2 separate regions of the Gasterosteus aculeatus genome follow, and region 2 is linked to region 1. A link is a contact called in public Hi-C data. All regions are on one chromosome and are shown on one strand. Each heading gives the region's core, a stretch centred on a gene start, on an enhancer-like site or on the middle of the called end of the contact. The rest is flanking DNA. Distances are from core to core; before and after follow the strand shown. Region 1 holds the start of LOC120823382 (granzyme G). Region 2 overlaps yjefn3 (YjeF N-terminal domain containing 3).

What was found. A called contact is a pair of places that touch in the nucleus more often than the background predicts.
Region 2: a Hi-C map of whole body shows a contact between it and region 1, with 10 times the contacts expected there. The contact joins the enhancer-like site here to the promoter of LOC120823382 in region 1. A contact is called at or near these places in 5 of 6 Hi-C or Micro-C datasets (liver, skeletal muscle, tail fin and 1 more).

The regions. Positions count from the first base shown.
Region 1 is chr8:19,954,147-19,958,030 of fGasAcu3.hap1.1, forward strand. LOC120823382 (granzyme G) reads right to left here and starts at 1,328. Exons shown (of 5, transcript XM_040183292.2): 1 at 1,142-1,328; 2 at 849-1,008; 3 at 569-701; 4 at 244-468; 5 at 1-135. The coding sequence starts at 1,328. It overlaps LOC120823386 (granzyme B), which reads right to left. Exons shown (of 5, transcript XM_078108639.1): 5 at 3,857-3,884.
Region 2 is chr8:20,013,323-20,017,215 of fGasAcu3.hap1.1, forward strand. yjefn3 (YjeF N-terminal domain containing 3) reads right to left here. Exons shown (of 6, transcript XM_040184843.2): 2 at 1,984-2,092. Among protein-coding and RNA genes, the nearest start is that of yjefn3, 15 kb to the right of the region's middle. Within about 2 kb of position 2,594, at least 1 of the 9 cell types and tissues checked has open chromatin away from gene starts, as enhancers often do.

The DNA.
Region 1 (3,884 bases), core at 78-2,577:
TATCGAATCCAGCCACTCCACGTAGTTGGAAATCTTGGTATAATAATATGTTTGCGAAAGTTTATTGTAGCTGGAAATCACTCCGTACGCCTTTCCACCCCCGTCCCCACAGACCAGCGGCCCACCAGAGTCCCCCTGCAAGGAGACACACACACACACGCGAGGACACCGATCGATCGTCGTCGCTTACCAACGTTTCTTTGTTTTGTTCGATCCACGTTAATTCTACGAAACACTACGTACCTCCCCGGGTCCCGTCGCTCCTTTGGAGCAGTAACTCTTGAGCTCCGCGCAGTCCTCGGCGTCGGTGAGCTTCACGATGGCCTCCATGAGGACGAGGGACATGCCTCGTCCGCCCATCTGCGTTTGTCCCCAGCCGGACACGGCACACGGGCAGGGACCGGCCACGTCCGCCCTCTCCAAAGCAATGGGTTTCACACTGGTGGTGATTTCTGCCTCGGTGCTCAACTTAAGGAACATGGAAGGATTGAATACATGCACGTGCACGTGAGAAAACACCAACCCCCGTGGCGTAGTGCAACACAAGCCCGGAAACGTCTGCTCTTACCTTGAGAAGCATAATGTCATTGCTAAAGTCACTGTCGTCGTAGTCCTGATGTGGGTGTGATTTAGTCACACTTAATTGCTGCGCTGTAGCTTTCTTTCGGTAACTGTGAAGTCCCAGGTACACCGTGTAGTTGCTGAAATGACAGAGAAGTTAAAAATAAGAACACATGTGATAATTCACAATGGAGCATATTCCTCAAACTCAATGTTTGTCGTTTGTAAGGGGTGAATTAGTTCCCAGAATGCACCGGTCGCCACCGGGCGCAGTGCGTTGCGGTGACCTGGCTTGGCAGTGGGCCGCAGTCATCACGAACTCCCGCGTCAAAAGGAAGCCGCCGCAGTAACCGGTCGCACCGTCCGCCTTCGTCACCGCCAGCAGCGCCATGTACGGCCGGCTGTGCGCCGCGGCCTCGTGGCCCCCGACGACTCCCCCGGTTTCCGCTGAAAAAAAAACAAAGAACATATGCAAACATCACGCGCCTGACCAAAACTTAAAAAAATGACCAATGGCAACGGATTGAATGAGATCGGGTGAGGAGTTGGAAGATGTAGAAGAAAAAAAAAGCCAAGTGACCTCGGCCGTGGAGGCCGAGCCAAAGAGTCAGGAGGAGCAGGTGGCGCGGGAGCAACATGCTGAGAGCCGAGAGCGGCGGCTCGCCGACTCCTTTTAAAGAGCTTCCCTGCGTCGGGGAGAGAAGGAAGGGCTTCTGTGCAAAGGATGTGGCTGACAGCCACAAACTCACGAGGGGAGCGTCCGTCATCCCCCCCACACAGCTGCAAAAAATAGTGCGTAGTGAGTGTAGATTATTTTGGTACATTGTGACTTTATGCTTTACAAACATGTGGAGTATCAGAGATGGAAAGTGACTTTGTATTTGTAACATTGTGGTGGCATGAGTTTGCTTTTACTCATTTATTCATGAATAATTATTATCTTTACACAATATTATTATTACTACAGTGCAAAAGCATCAAAGAATACATTAGCTTACATACTGAGCAACCCTGCAGAATATAAAGTCATTTAAACAAAACCCACTGTTACACTTATAATCCATCACTAATCAGATCTGTGCCATTCTGCATGTAGTTAGTCCAAAACTATATAAAATAGTTGTACATTCTGACTTAAAAACATTACTTTCTTACGTTACTTTAAGAATGCAGGACTTTCAGTAGCGCTGAAAAACATGTTTCGTGGAAACTGATTGCTGATTAGAAAACCACGTCAACCAAATGAATCATCAGAGTTCTGATTCTATCGACACAAAACAACCTGCTGATCGAGGCCTTTTGGAGCCAGAAATGACTAATGTAGTAACTGATTAACTGAGGTGCAGCTCCTCCCTCCACACATCTGAGCGGCCGCTCTTCTGCGATCCTTCCACATCAGAACACATCTGGATGCACGATCCTCGTGAATGCACCGTAGTCAACGCCTGCTGCACCTCAGCGATAAAATCCTTGTATTTCAGCGCTGCGAGGAAGTCCGGTAGATTCGTCTGAACGTCCCTCCTCACCCAAGTTTGTTCAATGCGGTTCAGCGCGTCGCTCACGGACGCCTCGACACGCGAAGGGACAGAAATTCGGCCTTCTGATAGTTAGCAAGGCCGACTTTCCTCGGGATCCAAACGTGTGGCTAAAAGTTGTGCGAGGGACAAGCTGTCAAGCTTCCCGAGGGACACAACCCCAAGGGTTGTTTTTCATCTATTCTATTCAATGTACTCTTATTTAATCAAATTCTTTCCATTTCTGTTGGTTGGATACAAAACCTTTATTTTTGGCACATCAGGTCTGATTCCAGTTTACTCGTCTTGATTATTTAGTCGCGTTCGCCGTTTATCTTGTTTGTAATCAACGTTTAGATGAACATCCTGAACCATTTCCTCTGCTGCGAGGTGTGAAAGAGCAGAACATCTCAGCTTGGTTATCTATCATTTTACCTATAAATATATATATATATTCATGTGCTCATCCGGGTGCTGTAACCGTCGATTCTAAGCGACGAAATGCTGATGAAACCCTTTTGTTGTGAGATGTGAATTTGTCTGCAAGAGTTCGATTCCTAAAGCTTCGGGAGGAGCGTGCACGCATCAGACCCGTACCGGATCAAGTGCGTCTGTTAGAACTACTTGCGAGCCTCGCGGCCTCCTGTGGATCCCGGAGTTCTCCGTTCTCCTGCTTCGGGTCGCTCGCGCTACACGTCGTTTCCGTTTTTTGCAAGAACGACGGGGTGATTCACAATCACGTCAGGCATCGCTTATCTCTTAAATTCTCTGTGGTATTTTATTCACGTTAAGGCCACAGGAAGCGCGGCATTGCATCGCCTCGGTTTCTCGTGTTTTGAATTTCACAATCAGAGGGGGGGTTGTTTTGAAGGTTTCTTTTGTGAAAGGGGAGTTTTGTCGAGGTGTAACCACTGAACGTGGTGTAATGTTGATGGAGCTCATAAAATGCCTCGGCGTGGACGCAATGATGACCGACCTGGGTGGAGCTTCTAAAAACAAGGAACACACCCCTCCGAATGGAACAAAAAAGGGAAGACCCTTCACAGCACAATTCACTTTGCAACTGTTATTGAATCCTTTTAGGTTTGTAAACTCGAGCCAGTTGAATCTTTTGGCGGCGCACCGCTGATCCTTCGTTCGGGGGGAAAGGTTTCGAGCCGACGCCATGCAAAGACACGTTAGAAGGCCCTGAAGCTACTGGCTCAAAGGCACAGTCAGGAAAGGTCATTTCAACAAGGTGGCCCCCACTATGAGCCGCACGGGCCCCTTATTATGAGTTAAATGTATGAACATGGGAGACAAGAGGTGACTTAAGTTAAGTAACGTGTTTGAACAAACCAGTCGCTGTGACCTTTCATCTTTCAAAAAAAGAACATTGTCCAAAGTGTATTTAGCTGGTGGTGAATTTAACATATTAATAAGGTTTGTTTATCAGTTATCAGACTTGCACCTGATTGACCAGCCATTGTTTCTGCCACACAAGACCCGCACGGGACACACGGGACGAGGGACACGAGACAAGGGGGCCAGTGCAGCAATACTGCAGCACCAATGAATAGCAATGAAATTCTCTCGTCGCTGGTAACCAACAGGCCAGTTTATTTAAAAGTGTGTGTGGAGCTTTGAAAGCCGACATGATTCATTCGCACACGCGTGTCACACGTTAAAAGGGGGATGCGGGGTGGACCCCCCAACTGAACCCTTCAGGCTGCACCGACACGCTTCGTCCTCAAGGAGGCGGTGTTGTCTCGCTGTGGATCTATTCACGCGCAGAACATGGTGAGAGAGCAACAGTTTATTCCTTCAAAA
Region 2 (3,893 bases), core at 1,344-3,843, 60 kb after region 1:
AAACGGAACCACCTGAAAAGTTTTCCGTTCATCTATTGCTCTAAAAATTATTATTATCAAATTATTTAGTACATAACCTTTAAAAACAGACACTTAAAGTGTGAGGCCCCTTTGAAATCAACCTGAAACACGCACTGACTCCTACATGCAGGAAAAACACGCCTTTTGATATTTGTACCAGAGGTTAAAGTATAATTATTAATTCATTTACTGGTGTGGTCACAGAAAGGTCTCCCGTCTCCACTCGGACGGACGCGCAGACAGACAGTCTGGACCTGCTGGCTGTTGGAACAGTAAAAGATTTACTTACAAAAGACCGATAATCTCTCTGGCAGCCGGAGGTGTTGTTGTGTGTGTGTGTGTGTGTGTGTGTGTGTGTGTGTGTGTGTGTCTGCGTGCGACCTCGTGCACATGCTTATTTGTTGCCGTGTACTTTGGAAGCCAACGAGCAGCAGGCCGGCAGGGAAGGAGGTGAAACCCGACAGCCTGCGTCTCCTCCTGCTGTAATCCCCCCCCCCTAAATAGCAGTGATGTCACTATAGTCGGTGGAACACTGCGAGGTTCCAGTGTTTAATAAGAATTTCTATAAAATCGAAACACGATAGATGCATAAAATCGACAGCAGGCATGAATGCAATGATGACTAAAATCACACCGTGGTGAAACCGGCATTAACGGTTCCTTTGTTTGTAAAAGCTGCAAATACAATATTGACTCATTACCACCTTATAAAGTATATGTGAAGCACATGTTGCTTATTTATTTACACACCCAGCAGACAAACAGTAATATTACAATATGCTTTTGTCCCATTGAGCTGCTCAGTTACTGCGAACCACGGATACGTTGTTTGTATTTATTTATTTTTTTTCTATTCATGCTCTTTAAAAGCTTTTGGCATTTCCAACCCTCCATCCTCAATTATCTTTAAGTTTAAGCAGTAAAACTAGTTTGTTGGGTTCAGCACCCCATCGCTGGTCTTAACGTAAGTACGTCATGTGTTAGAATGCTGCACGTCTGCACGTCTGTTCCTCCTGGTTTGGCTGGAGAGAGACACACACACACACACACACACACACACACACGCACGCACACACGCACGCACACACGCACCGTTGGCCCGACACAGTCCAGACCCCGGAGGAGAGGAGCCCCCGCCCCGGAGGGGGCCCGGGTGCTCTGCCCAGAGGTGAGCCGCTTCCAACGCTCGGAGGTTTAATGTCACAGAGCGTTAGAGCGTTTCCTCCACGCGGTAATCAGACATCTCGGGGGTGGAAGTTAATGCGAAATAGGAAAGTGTGAGCAGCAGCAGCTGTGACCTTTTGCCCTCTTTGATGGTTTAGCGTGGGTTCTTGTTTTGTGAAGGCCGATGCGCAGCATCGCGTTGGTTGAGGTTGTCGGTCGGAGGACTTGGCACCGAAAAGAACATTCATTTAAAAAGAAATTGCGTGGCTCCTTTTAGTCGGATTATTTGTTGTAATGTTTCAATACAAAGAAAGAGCGCAGCTGCAGAGAAGATAAATCCCTTCAATTCATGGAAAACACAAAATAAAGAATGGTGAGTGTACACACACACACACACACACAATTACAGTAAATGGCAACTGCTGGTTTAAAGGACAACAGATAAAAGCCTGCAGCACAAAACATCACATTAAAAAGTTAATTTCACAACAAATAGTAAATCTGTAATAAATAAATAAGAATGTTTCTGTTGAATGTATCAGAATTATAAATTTGCGTAAGGCGACAAACTAATTTGATAAGGTTAAACAAAGATGTTGGGTTAACTAAGACTGGAAAAAATATATATTTATATAAATAACCACAAACTAACGTCGACCTTACAGGACACGAACAGCAGCATCCGGCCAACGGCACGCGCCACTTCTGTGCACGGCGTGAGGGTAAAACCACATACAGGAACAAACACACGGCCGCCTACGACGAAGGGAGGGGGGGGGGGACGGGAGTGGCGCCTACCTTGGTGATGGCGAGGGCGCACGCCTGCCCCCAGATCTCGATCAGCTGCTGCTGTCCGAACCGGTAGTCCCTCAGGAGCTCCGTCTCGATCGCCGCCGCCTCCCCTTTGCTGTCGGACACAGAGGAAGACGGTGTTATTCACAGCGGGGGGGGACACAAAAAGAATCACTGGGAACGATGATGCACATAAAAAAAAAAAAAAATGTATTTACGCGAGTGAAGTGAAATGTGACCAACATACGACACGTCGGGCCTCTGGGATCCCACCAGGAGGCCCCCGGAGACCCCTCCAGTTACAGTTCCGAACCCAAACAGCCACAGAGTAGAAACTAACTGAGGATATAAATATACTACTGATTAAATATTAAAAGCGCCTGTGTTGCGTGTATACAAACACAACTTGATTGAGCATCAGTTATAACATTGTTAATCTAATCCTGCATCATGTTGTCCTCATTGACCCTCTGCGTCCTCTGGCTTCTCTCTGCATGCGACACTGTGACCAATGATGGTCCATTGGAGCCTGCGGATGCTTTCAGCGTGAAGGCCCGTGTGTGTGTGTGTGTGTGTGTGTGTGTTTTAGAGTGAACGGGGGAGATGATGATCACCTTGAAGGTCTTCATTTGGTGTCCAATCCTTGTTTCTTTGAGAACATCCCTTTAACTCTACAGACACCTGGTGGTGCTCGCCGGTACTGCAGAGCAATAAGAACAACGCTGCTCTGCATAAAAACCGCAACATGGACTCTGCAGCTGAAATATGATGCTGTTGTTTATTTTGGTCCACACTAATAAATAAAGAACTACTCCCAACAAGAGCAGAGCTGTTGATGCACAAGATCAATATGTGGCACGAACTTAAGAGTCACTCCACTGCTCATTAAATGATCTCTTGATGAAGCCAGACGCTGTTACGTACTTAAAATGAGACATTTGCATGAACGGAAGAGTAATAAAAGAATCGCGTTTAGTAGAAATACTGTAATTAGGCTCCTCCCGCTCGACAGTTATTCAGATCCCATTTCCAGGAGCAACAATTATAGTAAAGGAGCTGTATCTGAATATCTGGGTTACCCTGTGTGCGTCTGCGTGTGTGTGTGTGTGTGTGTGTGTATCTGCATAAAGTGCACACATTCATTCGTTGCGTATCCTCTGTGCTGACAGTGTGATTAAAGCTAAGCCTGCTTGTGTTCCTTTAATACGCAGCAGTGTGTGTATGTGTGTGTGTGTGTGTGTGTGTGTGTGTGTGTGTGTGTGTGTGTGTGTGTGTCAGCCAGTGTATTTCCAAGTGGGGTTTCTGGCATTTACCTGAGCCGGTGGAGCAGCAGCTGCCCCCCCCCCCCCGGCCCCCCGGCCCCCCTCGGGGATGTTTCCTGAGTCCCTGTGACAAGTTGATCTTTGCAAAGTTCACCCGGGTCCACGGGGCCCTTTAATCGAGTCAAATTGATTGTACACGGAGACGGGGTGTTCCGTTCAAAACGGAGGCCGGGAAATCCGATTCGTGTTGACACCCTGAACACGCCGTGCCGCCGCGGGCAGGCGGAGGACTCTGAGTGCACGACTGCCGTTATCACAGTAACAATGATGCTGCTGCTGAAACCACCACTTAACTGTCCATCCTTCACATTTCCCGACGAGGGCAAAGTGGCGGTGGGCGTTCAGCAGGGACGGCGTCCAGGAGAGACGCAGCGCCTTCAGGCCCAACGCCCCCTCAGACTACCGGAGCACGCTGGGGAAAATGCACACGCGTGCAAACCCACCAGGCTTTGCTTCTGAGGGAAAGCAGGTGCAACTCTGATCTTTGATTGAACCAGATGTGTGTGCGTGTGTGTGTGTGCGCGTGTGTGTGTGTGTGCGCGCAGGCGTTTACAGGGCAGCTAAAGAGAAACGAGGGCTTTCGAGCGTCAGCTT